Regions from separate parts of the Mus musculus genome. Here region 2 is linked to region 1. A link is a contact called in public HiChIP or PLAC-seq data. All regions are on one chromosome and are shown on one strand. Each heading gives the region's core, a stretch centred on a gene start, on an enhancer-like site or on the middle of the called end of the contact. The rest is flanking DNA. Distances are from core to core; before and after follow the strand shown.

What was found. HiChIP or PLAC-seq counts read pairs in DNA pulled down with a chosen protein or histone mark.
Region 2: a FOXA1 HiChIP or PLAC-seq map of pancreatic cancer cells shows a contact between it and region 1. The contact joins the enhancer-like site here to the promoter of C030037D09Rik in region 1. A contact is called at or near these places in 8 of 39 promoter capture datasets (the C10 cell line, cranial neural crest, frontonasal cranial neural crest and 4 more), 9 of 115 datasets of contacts at active chromatin or transcription factors (bone marrow-derived macrophages, effector CD8 T cells, embryonic basal ganglia and 6 more) and 1 of 9 other capture datasets (embryonic stem cells).

The regions. Positions count from the first base shown.
Region 1 is chr11:88,715,515-88,720,632 of GRCm38.p6, reverse strand. It overlaps C030037D09Rik (RIKEN cDNA C030037D09 gene), which reads right to left and starts at 1,990. Exons shown (of 4, transcript NR_038058.1): 1 at 1,616-1,990; 2 at 61-227. It overlaps Msi2 (musashi RNA-binding protein 2), which reads left to right and starts at 2,404. Exons shown (of 14, transcript NM_054043.3): 1 at 2,404-2,604; 2 at 2,888-2,928; 3 at 3,262-3,343; 4 at 4,039-4,123. The coding sequence starts at 2,543.
Region 2 is chr11:88,179,237-88,184,354 of GRCm38.p6, reverse strand. It overlaps Cuedc1 (CUE domain containing 1), which reads right to left. Exons shown (of 11, transcript NM_198013.3): 4 at 1,748-1,874; 5 at 924-1,116. Among named protein-coding and RNA genes, the nearest start is that of Mrps23, 23 kb to the left of the region's middle. Within about 2 kb of position 2,949, at least 182 of the 459 cell types and tissues checked have an H3K27ac peak or open chromatin away from gene starts, as enhancers often do. A contact at or near this core is called in bone marrow-derived macrophages and pancreatic cancer cells, where this site is marked.

The DNA of each region.
Region 1 (5,118 bases), core at 741-3,240:
TCCAGTTCAAGGCCTGTCTGGGTTCTTGCATTGCAAGACTCCAACTCCAACAATACCAACCTTAAGAAAAACAGTGCAGTGACGTAGTAGCCTTCTCCTTTAGTCCTTTATCAGTCTCTGGCTTGGACACTGCAGTGCTCGGGGCCCCGCCCCATCAGGTCTCCTCCCAGCTCACCACTTAACAGTTTGTTCAAGTCTCCATCAGGAAGGTAGCCACTGACTTCTGCCTATCGAGGAACAACAAACAGCACACTACAGAGTCAAAGGGCACTGAACCATGGCCAGAGCCCCTTTTAGGTATTAACTGGTTGGGGTGGGAAGGCGGCCTGACAGCCTGGCACCTTTGGGACTCCCATATTCAAGGAAGGAGCCGGGTAAAGAAAGGCCTTTCTAGCTCTGATGATCTGTGGTTCTGCGGTAAAAATCCAAAATATAATCCAATTAGCTGTGTTGCCTGTACTTTGTGATTGAGAATAATCGCAAAAAAACAATTACCATCATAAAAACATGCAGCTCTTTAACACATGGGAACCCAGATGATTCAAAAATCAGTTTGTTTGGAGTGTTGGGAAACAGCAGGGTTTGTGGTCTGAAGTCTTATGAAGTGCCTTCTAAAAATCATATTCACAATTTATAATAAACACAGTCCATGTAAGTACACAATTTTAAAAAGGGACTTTGACATTGTTACATTGTTCACTACAAATGCTCCGCCCATCCATGCTGTCAGAGAGGCACTACCCCAGTTTAGGGGACAGAGAGATTGACAGTCTGACCACTCAAAAGCTTTGGCTGTGTTGAGATTTTTCCAAATGTCTCCAAACCCACAATGGACACGGCATAGTTTTGGTGATGAGTGAATTCCATTGTCTCCTAATCCTATGAAAATTAATGGGAAAGTGTTAATTGTGCATCAATGCATGCTTAACATTAACCCAGGGATTTGATGAACCACAACTTTATGTTGCCCCTCATGCCATATTAACTTGGTTTATTGTAATAATTTAAAACAATAAGGATAATTGTATCCGTACTGTTTTAAATACTCCATAAATTGAATACAGCCTGAATCTGGCCAGCCTGGAATACGAAGTGTGCGATTCCCCCGGGAAGCTACAGTCACCAATCCTTTGGAGTTTACACTTTGCCAGGGGAGAAAGGGAACTTTTACCAAACACCTACTAAGTGTCAGAATCTGTGAGGCTCCTAGTTCCAAAAACTAGGGGTAAGGTGCTTTGTTATCTCCAAGACCTACCGCAGGTCTTGGGAGATAGAGAGCCATTTCACTCCTGGCGCTTACACTCTTTACAGAGGAAGCCCTAGTAACTTTAAACATAAATAAATTAGATAACGGATGAATGGTCGAGGGATTTTCTGAAATAAGCACCTATCTTAACCACCCTCGGGATACTCCCAAACTGCTACTCAATCTCCATGAACATTTGCTTTGAACCCCAATCATTTGACCTTGACCCCTACAAGCCCACTTTATTATATTTTCAAATCGCGGTCTGAGTAAGGCGCAAGCCCTGTCTGGTTGCTTCCTCGCCCCCTGTTATCTATCGCGTCAGTTTCTCAAAGTTCCGAAATAACCTTCGCGGGCACGGCTCCGTACCTCTGGCGGGGAAGGGCGGGGAGCCGTGCAGGACGTGCCAGTGTGGAGCGGGAGCCAGAGAACTTGCCGCGCGAAGGGAAAATAAAACTTGTGGCTGGTGTTCGTGCAGGAGGGTCTCCTCCATCCGCAAGCCCCCCAGATCCCGGGGTTCTCGAGGACTGCCCTGGGAGCGCAGGGTGTGGGTGTGCTCCCGGCGTCCTTGACCTAAATTTCCGCGCGGTGGCTGGAAACGGGGGCACAGAGGCAGGGAGGGCGGCGGGTGCCACCTCCGAATCGGGCGCAGGGCCCCAGGAACTTGAATGAATAGTCCGAACTAGGGGGGCCCGGGGGCGCTGCCGCCTCCCGGCCCAGCGAACAGCCCGGGCCGAGCTCCCCGCGCCTCCCCCTCCCCCACACCCAGCCCATGTGATCTGAGCCGACTCGGGGTGCGCTTCCCGTCTCCCCGCCTGCTTGGCGTGGCCAACCCCCCCACTCGAGTCGCGGGGCTCGCGCGCCGCCCCTGATGGGTCCCGCTGCCGCGGGGGGCCGAGCGTGTGCGCGCGCGGACAGGCGGGGGACCGAACGGGGTGCGTGACGTCACCGCATTGGTTACACGACGTTCTAGAACTCCGCCCCACGTGCGCGGGGAGGAGGGGGAGGAGGAGGAGGAGATGGGGGTGGGGAGGAGGAGGGGGAGAGGTGGGGATGGGCCGGGGGGGCGGGGACGGGGGGTGTGCGAGGCGGCGGGGCTGAGCTGAGCCGAGCCCACGTGTGACGGGCTCTCGCCGCTGGCCCGGCTCGGCGCTCGCGGAGCTTCGCAGCCGCCGGGCGGGGGGAGGAGGCGGGGGAGGAGGGACGGAGATCTGGGGCTCGGAGCCGGCCGCCGCTGCGCTCCGCTTCGCTGTGGGGCTCGGTGTGTCGGGGGTGGGGGGGCGGGGGGGCTCCGCTATGGAGGCAAATGGGAGCCCAGGCACCTCGGGCAGCGCCAACGACTCCCAGCACGACCCCGGGTAAGTTTCCAGCCGCTGCCCACCGCGCCGCCGCGGGCTCGTTCGGGGCTGTGCGGGCGACGGTGCGGAGCGGGGCATTCGCGCGCCCCCCGCGCCCCCGCGCGCACCCTTGGGGCACTCGCGCACCTTGGGGTGGCGTGGGGCCGCCACCTTCTCCCCCAGCCCACCTCCAGGCTCGCGCTCGCCCGCTCCCCCCCAGCTTTCCTTTTAGCTTTTGTAAGTTACACGTCAAAATGGCCGATCTGACATCGGTGCTCACTTCGGTTATGTTTTCTCCCTCTAGTAAAATGTTTATCGGTGGACTGAGCTGGCAGACCTCACCAGGTAAGGGAGGGAGGGGGGGACGCCTGGGTCCCCCCCTTCTTGGCTTCTTTATTGCTCTTTGTTATCCCAGTGTAAGAGCCCCCCCACCCCGCCATTGGCTCCCCACTTCTCCTGTGCAAGGTTATTTTTTTAAATAGCAAATCCTTTCCGAGCCCTCTACGCGACCTCTGTTGCTGAATTTCCCCCTCGTGTGCAAAAATATTGCAAAAACAAAACAGAATAACAACAGAAAACTACTTTTGCTTTTTGTCCTTGATCAAAAAATTGCATTGCTCCCCCCTCCACACCTTCTCCCACCCCCCCATCTCTCTCTCTCTCCCTCTCTCTCTACAGATAGCCTTAGAGACTATTTTAGCAAATTTGGAGAAATTAGAGAATGTATGGTCATGAGAGATCCCACAACGAAACGCTCCAGGTAACGCATTCCCTTCTCGATTTTGCCTTTATTTTAGAACAAAGTTTTAGTTTTATTTTTGGAGGTGTCTTCGGAAGTAGCTAAGCGGATTTAGAATGGGGCTCAGGCGCGTGGCTGGTTGGAACGTCGCTCCCCCCCCCCATAACCCCAAAGGTTATTGTTAATTAGGGCCGAACTCTGGATTCAGAGACGCCCATCTCTCCCGCTTGAAGTCATTTTCCTGTCGCTTCTTGTTCTCTTGTTTAAAATGACATTCAGTTCACCCACTTTCCACATAGTTTTTTTTTTTTTTTTAATTTAAAAATTTGAATGTATGCCTTCTGCACACTCCCAAACTCTGAAGTCCCCTCTTTGGGAGGTGAATGAATATCTTAGTGTCCGTTTTCCTTCGGAATAAAACAAAGCCTTAAGAAAGGGAAGAGGAGGAGAGGAAACTGAGGCGGCCAGAGTGGAGACACCAGCATTTTCCAAGTTACCTCCAGCCGCCCTGCCCCCTCGTCCCGCTTCCCCCACTAACCTTGGTATTTTTACCTCTTGAGGCAGAGGGCTGTGGGTTAGAGGAGAATAGAGGGAGCTGGTGGGGATGGGGGGTGCGTGGGGGCAACATTCGCATCCTAGTCTACATATAGGGTCTCCTTGTTGCGCTCAGTAGTGTCACATTTTGTTTGTTTTTCTCCCTCTTTGTCTCCTTCCAGAGGCTTCGGTTTCGTCACCTTCGCAGACCCAGCAAGTGTAGATAAAGTATTAGGTCAGCCCCACCATGAGTTAGATTCCAAGACGGTAGGTTGCTTTTTTTTTTTTTTTCTAAATAGTTGTTGTTTGCCCCTTTTCAGTACCGGTCTGGGCATTGACAGCCCTGTTTAAAGGGACAGCGCCTTCTTTTGCTTCTGTGCTAGAACTGGGTACTTTTAAACAGCTAGCGAGTTGGCTCAGAAGTTTGCTGCGGTGGCTGGTTTTGGGGGTTTCCTTTTTAGTGTCTGTCCCATTGCAGCTTCAGACGCTGCCAAGCCAAGGTTGGGGGGAGGGGGGTCGGCTCCCTGAGAGGGCAGCCTCCCGCCAAGGGACCTTGCAAAGAAACTCCAATGCAGAGTAAATGGAACTTTCTTTGTCAGCCGAGCACAGCCTGTGGCATTGGGATTGGCTTGTAGAAGGAAGGCACAGCCTGCTTCCTGGCGGAGGAGGCAGGGGTGGGGCCAATGGGAGGGGGCGCTCATCTTAGGTCCAGGCAACAGGTTTCACTGGGACTCCTAGTGATTTGAGCTGTGGTTTGAGAAAGGAAGAGAGATACAGGCAGAGGCAATTGGGCATCCAGTGGGTTTACTCCAGATGGCAAATTGAAAGCTGATAAACCTTGGATTTCAAAGTGAATCTCCCCCCCCCCCCTTTCTCAGGTCTTTCATTTGTGTGTGGGTACTTTTACAGCATTTGAAGTTTTTAAAATTCAGAGTTTAGAGGCGAAAGTCCTTACGTGGAGGTCAGAGAGAATAAGGGGCGGGGGGGGGGGGATGTCAGTCTGGAATAATAAATGCAATGATGGGGAGTTCCCTATGGTTTGCTTAGCTCCTGGGCTGGCTTCCTGCCTCTCCTCCTTTCCCCGTTTGCTTACCAGAATTTCACCGGGATTTTTAAAAAAATATATTTATTTATTTATTTGTACCCCTGCTTAAGGCGGAGGCCTCAAGGTGATATGTGGCTTTGGCTGGCTGCATAGGATGCTTCTGTTCTGGTGCGAGCTTTTGAGGGTGAGGCAGCTGCCCACTGTAAACTTGACCCTC
Region 2 (5,118 bases), core at 1,700-4,199, 540 kb after region 1:
TATGGAGCCCAGGCTCTCTTGGAACTCATGGTTCTCCTTCCTTTGTGTCCTTAACGCTGGGCTTGCAGGTATCAGCTACATGTTCAGCCAAGCCAAGCCCCCCCTCTTTTTGTTTTGTTTTGTTTTGTTCTGCTTTTTGACATAGGGTTTCTCTGTGTAGCCCTGGCTGTCCTGAAACTCTATCTGTAGTCCAGGCTGGCCTCGAACTCAAGAGATCCACCTGCCTCTACCTCCTGAGTGCTGGGTTTAAAGGTGTGCACCACCACCACCACCACCACTGCCTGGCTCTAGTCACACCATTTTTTTTTCCTGCCTGTAGGCCTGCTTCCTCCAGCCCAGCAAGCCAGCAGTACAATTTGCTTCCTTCTTCCCCAACACCTCAGACTCCCTCCCTTCCCTCCCCTCTCCCTCCTTCCCTCTGTGACAAGCCCACCTCCTCAGCCCTGTCTCCAAACTTTACCTCAAAAGGAAAAGCAGCCAGGTTGGGGAGCAGGGTGACCCATCCATTGATCATGCAAATATCCTGCTCTAACCTCCATTCAGGACCCTCCCATTCTGTCACCCATAAAGCCAGTCACCTTGTCCACAGGGATCAAGACATGGTATCCTTGACTTGTAGCTAGAGGTTGGTAGGAAAGGCAGCATTTCTTTCCCTGTCTCTCAAGCGTAGACTAATTAATGCTGAGCTCAAACAGATATGCAGGGCAGGGGAAATGGCCCAGTGAGCACACCCTCTTCCTCTGGGTTCTCAGGTGTCCCCAACCCGCACTGAAACCCGGAGCTCCTGAATGACCCAGGGAGGCCCAAGTTCAAGCAGGTTAGAAAGTGCCTGGCATGCCCACATCCAGCAGGACGCCTCCTGAGGGAGGCCCGAGGCTCCTGCCCTTGTCACTCTCTTCTGCGTGGTGAGGCTTGGTGCCCACCTCTCTCCAGGGCGAGGAGGAAGTCCCGGTTTCGCTGCAGCTCCTTCATGAATTCCTCATTCTGCAGGAAGAGGGCAATTCTCTCATCTTCCAGGTACTGTTTCCAGCGGCTGTCTTGGTCACAGGCCATGGGCCCTGGCGCCGGAGGTGGGCCTCCCTCTCCACTCATAGGCTTGGAGCCCCCGGGGTGACCCTGAGGAAGAGTGAGCATACACATCACCTACTTAAATCCATGTACAGCTGTATGCGCAGGTGTGCTTTCCCAAAATCCTCCTGTCTCATCATGTAGTCCCCTCCTCCCAACGGGACCCAGTCACTAGCCAGAATTCACTGGATAGCTCAGAACTGCCCATGCAGCAGAAGCAGGAAGAACATCAAAAGGACTTTTCCTCCCAACCTAGGGTCACCTCATTCCTTCTTTTGGAACCTAAATCATCCTGAAAATCAATTTGTAAACAGCTCAGCCACCTGTGCATGGACTCCCAGTCTCACATGTCCCTCTACGCCAGCTGCATGCCCCAATATCAGGGGCATCTTCTGAAAGAAGAGCCTATGGAAAGGAAAGCAGCAATCCCACCATTAGCTACCCCATTTCCCTCCCTCCAGCCTGAGGTGATGGTTGCAGCAAAAGAGCCAGGCCAGACGGGAAGCGAGGCTGTAGGTTTGCCTTTCTTTCCTTACAAATTCTAATCCACAGAAGCAGCCCAGCCTGAGCTTGAAAACCAGGAAGTAAAACTGGCTGGTACAGACCATGACAGATGTAGCCCAGGAGAGATGCTGGACAGGCAGGCAGGTAGGGTGGAGGTTCGAGGGCAGCCTCTTACCTGAATGCTGTCCATCTGCTGGGGAAGGATTCGGAGGAAGTCATCCGGGAGGCTGCCCAGCAGGGGTGGGTTCCAGTTTCTGTAGCGTCTCTGGCTTGCAGGTTGTCCGGAGCCTGGGACATCAATCCTGGGGGATGAGAGGTAAGGAGAGCAGGGCATAGTCAGGCTTAGCCATAGCTCTGTTGGCCCATCCCAGGCCCTTGGGCAGATGGAGATCTTGCTCAGAGTATCCAGTGCCTACACCGCTTTCTGAACAAAGGTGCAGGCATGCATTCTGCTGAACGAGGGAAACAGCAGACCAAGAAGGAAGGCAGCCAGTCAACATTGCAGACTTACATACGGACTTTCTGAATGTCCCCTACAGACTGGGGGGTGGGGGGTGGGGGTGGGGTCAGACATTTCTGTGCTATGTCCCTAGCTGGCACAGTGCTGGACTGTTAAATAATAGCGATCACACCCCACACACCCCCAACAGCAGACAAGTAGCCTGCCGACAGCCCGTTCTGTCCTCGTTTGTTGAGGCGGGAGCTCCCTGAGATTCCTGGACAATAAGCAGGTCTGAGTTCACATTCTGGCTCAACTATAGCCAGCAAAGGGGAGGGAACATTGAGGAGCCCCTGGTACTTTGTTATAAATTCTAGATCTTGCTGCTCTCCTGCCCAGGTACTAAGACACTCACACACACTTTCACACACACACACACACTCACACATATACATACACACACTCACACATATACATACACACATACTCACACACACACACACTCTCACACACTCACATACTCACACATACACACTCACACACACATATACACTCACAGACACACACATATACATACACATACACACACATACACATACACACTCACGCACACATACACTCACACACACACATACTCACACACACACTCACACACACACATCCCCATGAGCTGCAGCTTGAACAGATGGAGCCCAGAGTTAGGGTCTTGTTCCCAAGGGGTTCTATGGGGCCTCTCTTCCCAGACAAGGTGTGTCTGTGCTAAGCAGCCAGGACAGGAGAGGACCAAGGGCCTGGCTGCCCTGACCCCAGGCTCTATCCCAAGCCCAGGCCCGAAGGAAGCCTGGAGCTGGGCCAGGAGCTCCAGGACTCCCCAGCAGCCTGCTGCGTGGCAACCGCAGGACACGTGTCCTGCTGAATCAGGGAAATGACACATGGAGAAAGCAGGCGGCGGGGAGGTGGTGGGGGCCATGCTGGGCTCGGCCTGGCTTTGATTTGGCCTCCAGCTCCAGGAATCCCTCCACCCCCTCACTGGAGGGGAGCTTTTCCGTCTGCCGCTAACTTGTGGAAATAACTTCCTTTCCTTTTTCTATTTTGGGCTGGTGGCCCGGTGGGTACGAGGGGAGGGCTGAGGGGAGGGTGGGGGCAGCAGCAGACGGATAACCAGCTGCTAAGTGCTAGGGGGAGCTCAGCTCGAAGCCAGAGACACACATGGATATCCAGAGAGGCGCCTGCAGGGGAGCCCAGGGCTCGGTCTCCTCCACATTGCTCTGCCACTTATGTCCCTGTCCCAAGCTCTGGTTCCCTCCCAAGGCCCATCTGTCAGTCCCACAGACACCACTTCCAGCCATAATGGAAGAAGGCTTGTCTAGGCTTCGTTTGGGGCAAGGTAAACACCCCAACTCAGTTATATCTGGAATCCACCCAGACTGCCCAGGGAGAGTCCAAACTCTGACTAAGACCCTTCTAGCTTTTGTATTTCTGGGATGCCCAGGGGATGAGGGTTGACATGGGGAGAATTCCTTTTCTTCCAGAGTCTCCCGGGCTGCTGGGCACGGGTCCTGGAAAGTCCATCAGTCATCCTCCTCCGAACCCTGGGGTGAAGTCATCCTCAGCTGCCTGACTGAGGGAGGGGGCCAGCCCAGGGCAGGCAGCCCGGCAACTCCATTATGGTTGGAAAGGAATGGGAGAAATGAGCTGCTGAGGTAAAACAATTTCCACACAAAAACAGCAGGCGGCCTGTGGAGGGGCCTCCTGGGCTGCTGGGACTCAGGCAGATGGAGAGAAGAACCCAGCAGCAGTGGGGGAGGGGAAGGAGACCGAGGCCAAGAGGATCTTCAGGTACTGAGTCCCTGGAACCCCTAGACTTGAATTTCAGGCTGAGGTGGATGATGACGTCATGTGTAACCACAGGATGTTGGACCACCTACCTGGCTGGGAAGGATCTCAGACATGCGCCTTTCCAGAAAGGGGGGGGGGGTTAGTGGAGTCTGGACGTGCAGCCCACGTGGGCGGGACCCTGTCACAGGTCACTAAATGATGTAGCTGCATCATTCAGGCAAAACCTAAGCAAAGGACCCTAGCAGATGGGCCTGCGTCTTTGGATCCTGCGGGACAGTATCTGAGCTCTGAAACTGTCCTGTTACCAGGCTCATCCCAGGGACATGGTGACAGAAAGGGACCAGACCACTAGCTTCTCTCAAACCTAACCTTCAGCGGCCAAAGATTTTTAGAATACCAGTCTACCAGTGCCCTGCCGTGGTATAGTCCCACGGAGTCTCCTGTAGTTGCAGGGTAAGGTGTGTGTGTTCTTTGGAAGCTCCACGGAGCCCCCATGACCGACCCATGTTCCTCTCTGCTCACTGATGAACAGCTCCTCGAGATGGCCCCCCTCCCTGCTTCTCCTGTGCGTACACCACTCCCTCTGTTTAGAACAGAGTCCTGTCCTCAGTCTCACTAAAGTAAGGAGGTGTGGATGGCAGACCCTCGCTTGGACAGCAGCTTCTGGGCCCCCATGTTTGTGGTTCCTGAAATTCTGATCTACAGTAGAAGAGCCCAGAGGACAAGCAACACACACACACACACACACACACACACACACACACACACACACACACACACACACACACACTGTAATTGAAACTATTTAAGTACTTTGGGATAAACATTATAGTTTGGTCTGCAATGTCCCCACAGGCTTGTATGGTTGAACTCCTTGTCTGCAGTTAGTGGCACTGCTTTGAGAAGCTACTCTTTACAGGTGGGATCTAGGCCACTAGGGGCAGGCCTGGAAGGTTGCACCTGCCTCTGGCTCTAAACCAGCTCTCTCTGCTTCCTGATGCAGGTGATGTGAAAGGCCCACGGCCCTGTTCTGCCACACCTTTTCCTGCCACAGTGAACTAAAATCCCTCTCACACCATGAGCCAAATAAGCCTTCTCTCAATCCAGTCCTTGCCTTTGGGTGTTTTGCCACAGCAACATAAATGAAATAGAGGATTGAGACAAGCAACGACACAGAAGTCAAGCCAGGTGGTGGTGGCTTTAATTCCAGCACTCAGGAGGCAGAGGCAGATGGATCTTTTGAATTCTGGGCCAGCCTGGTCTACATA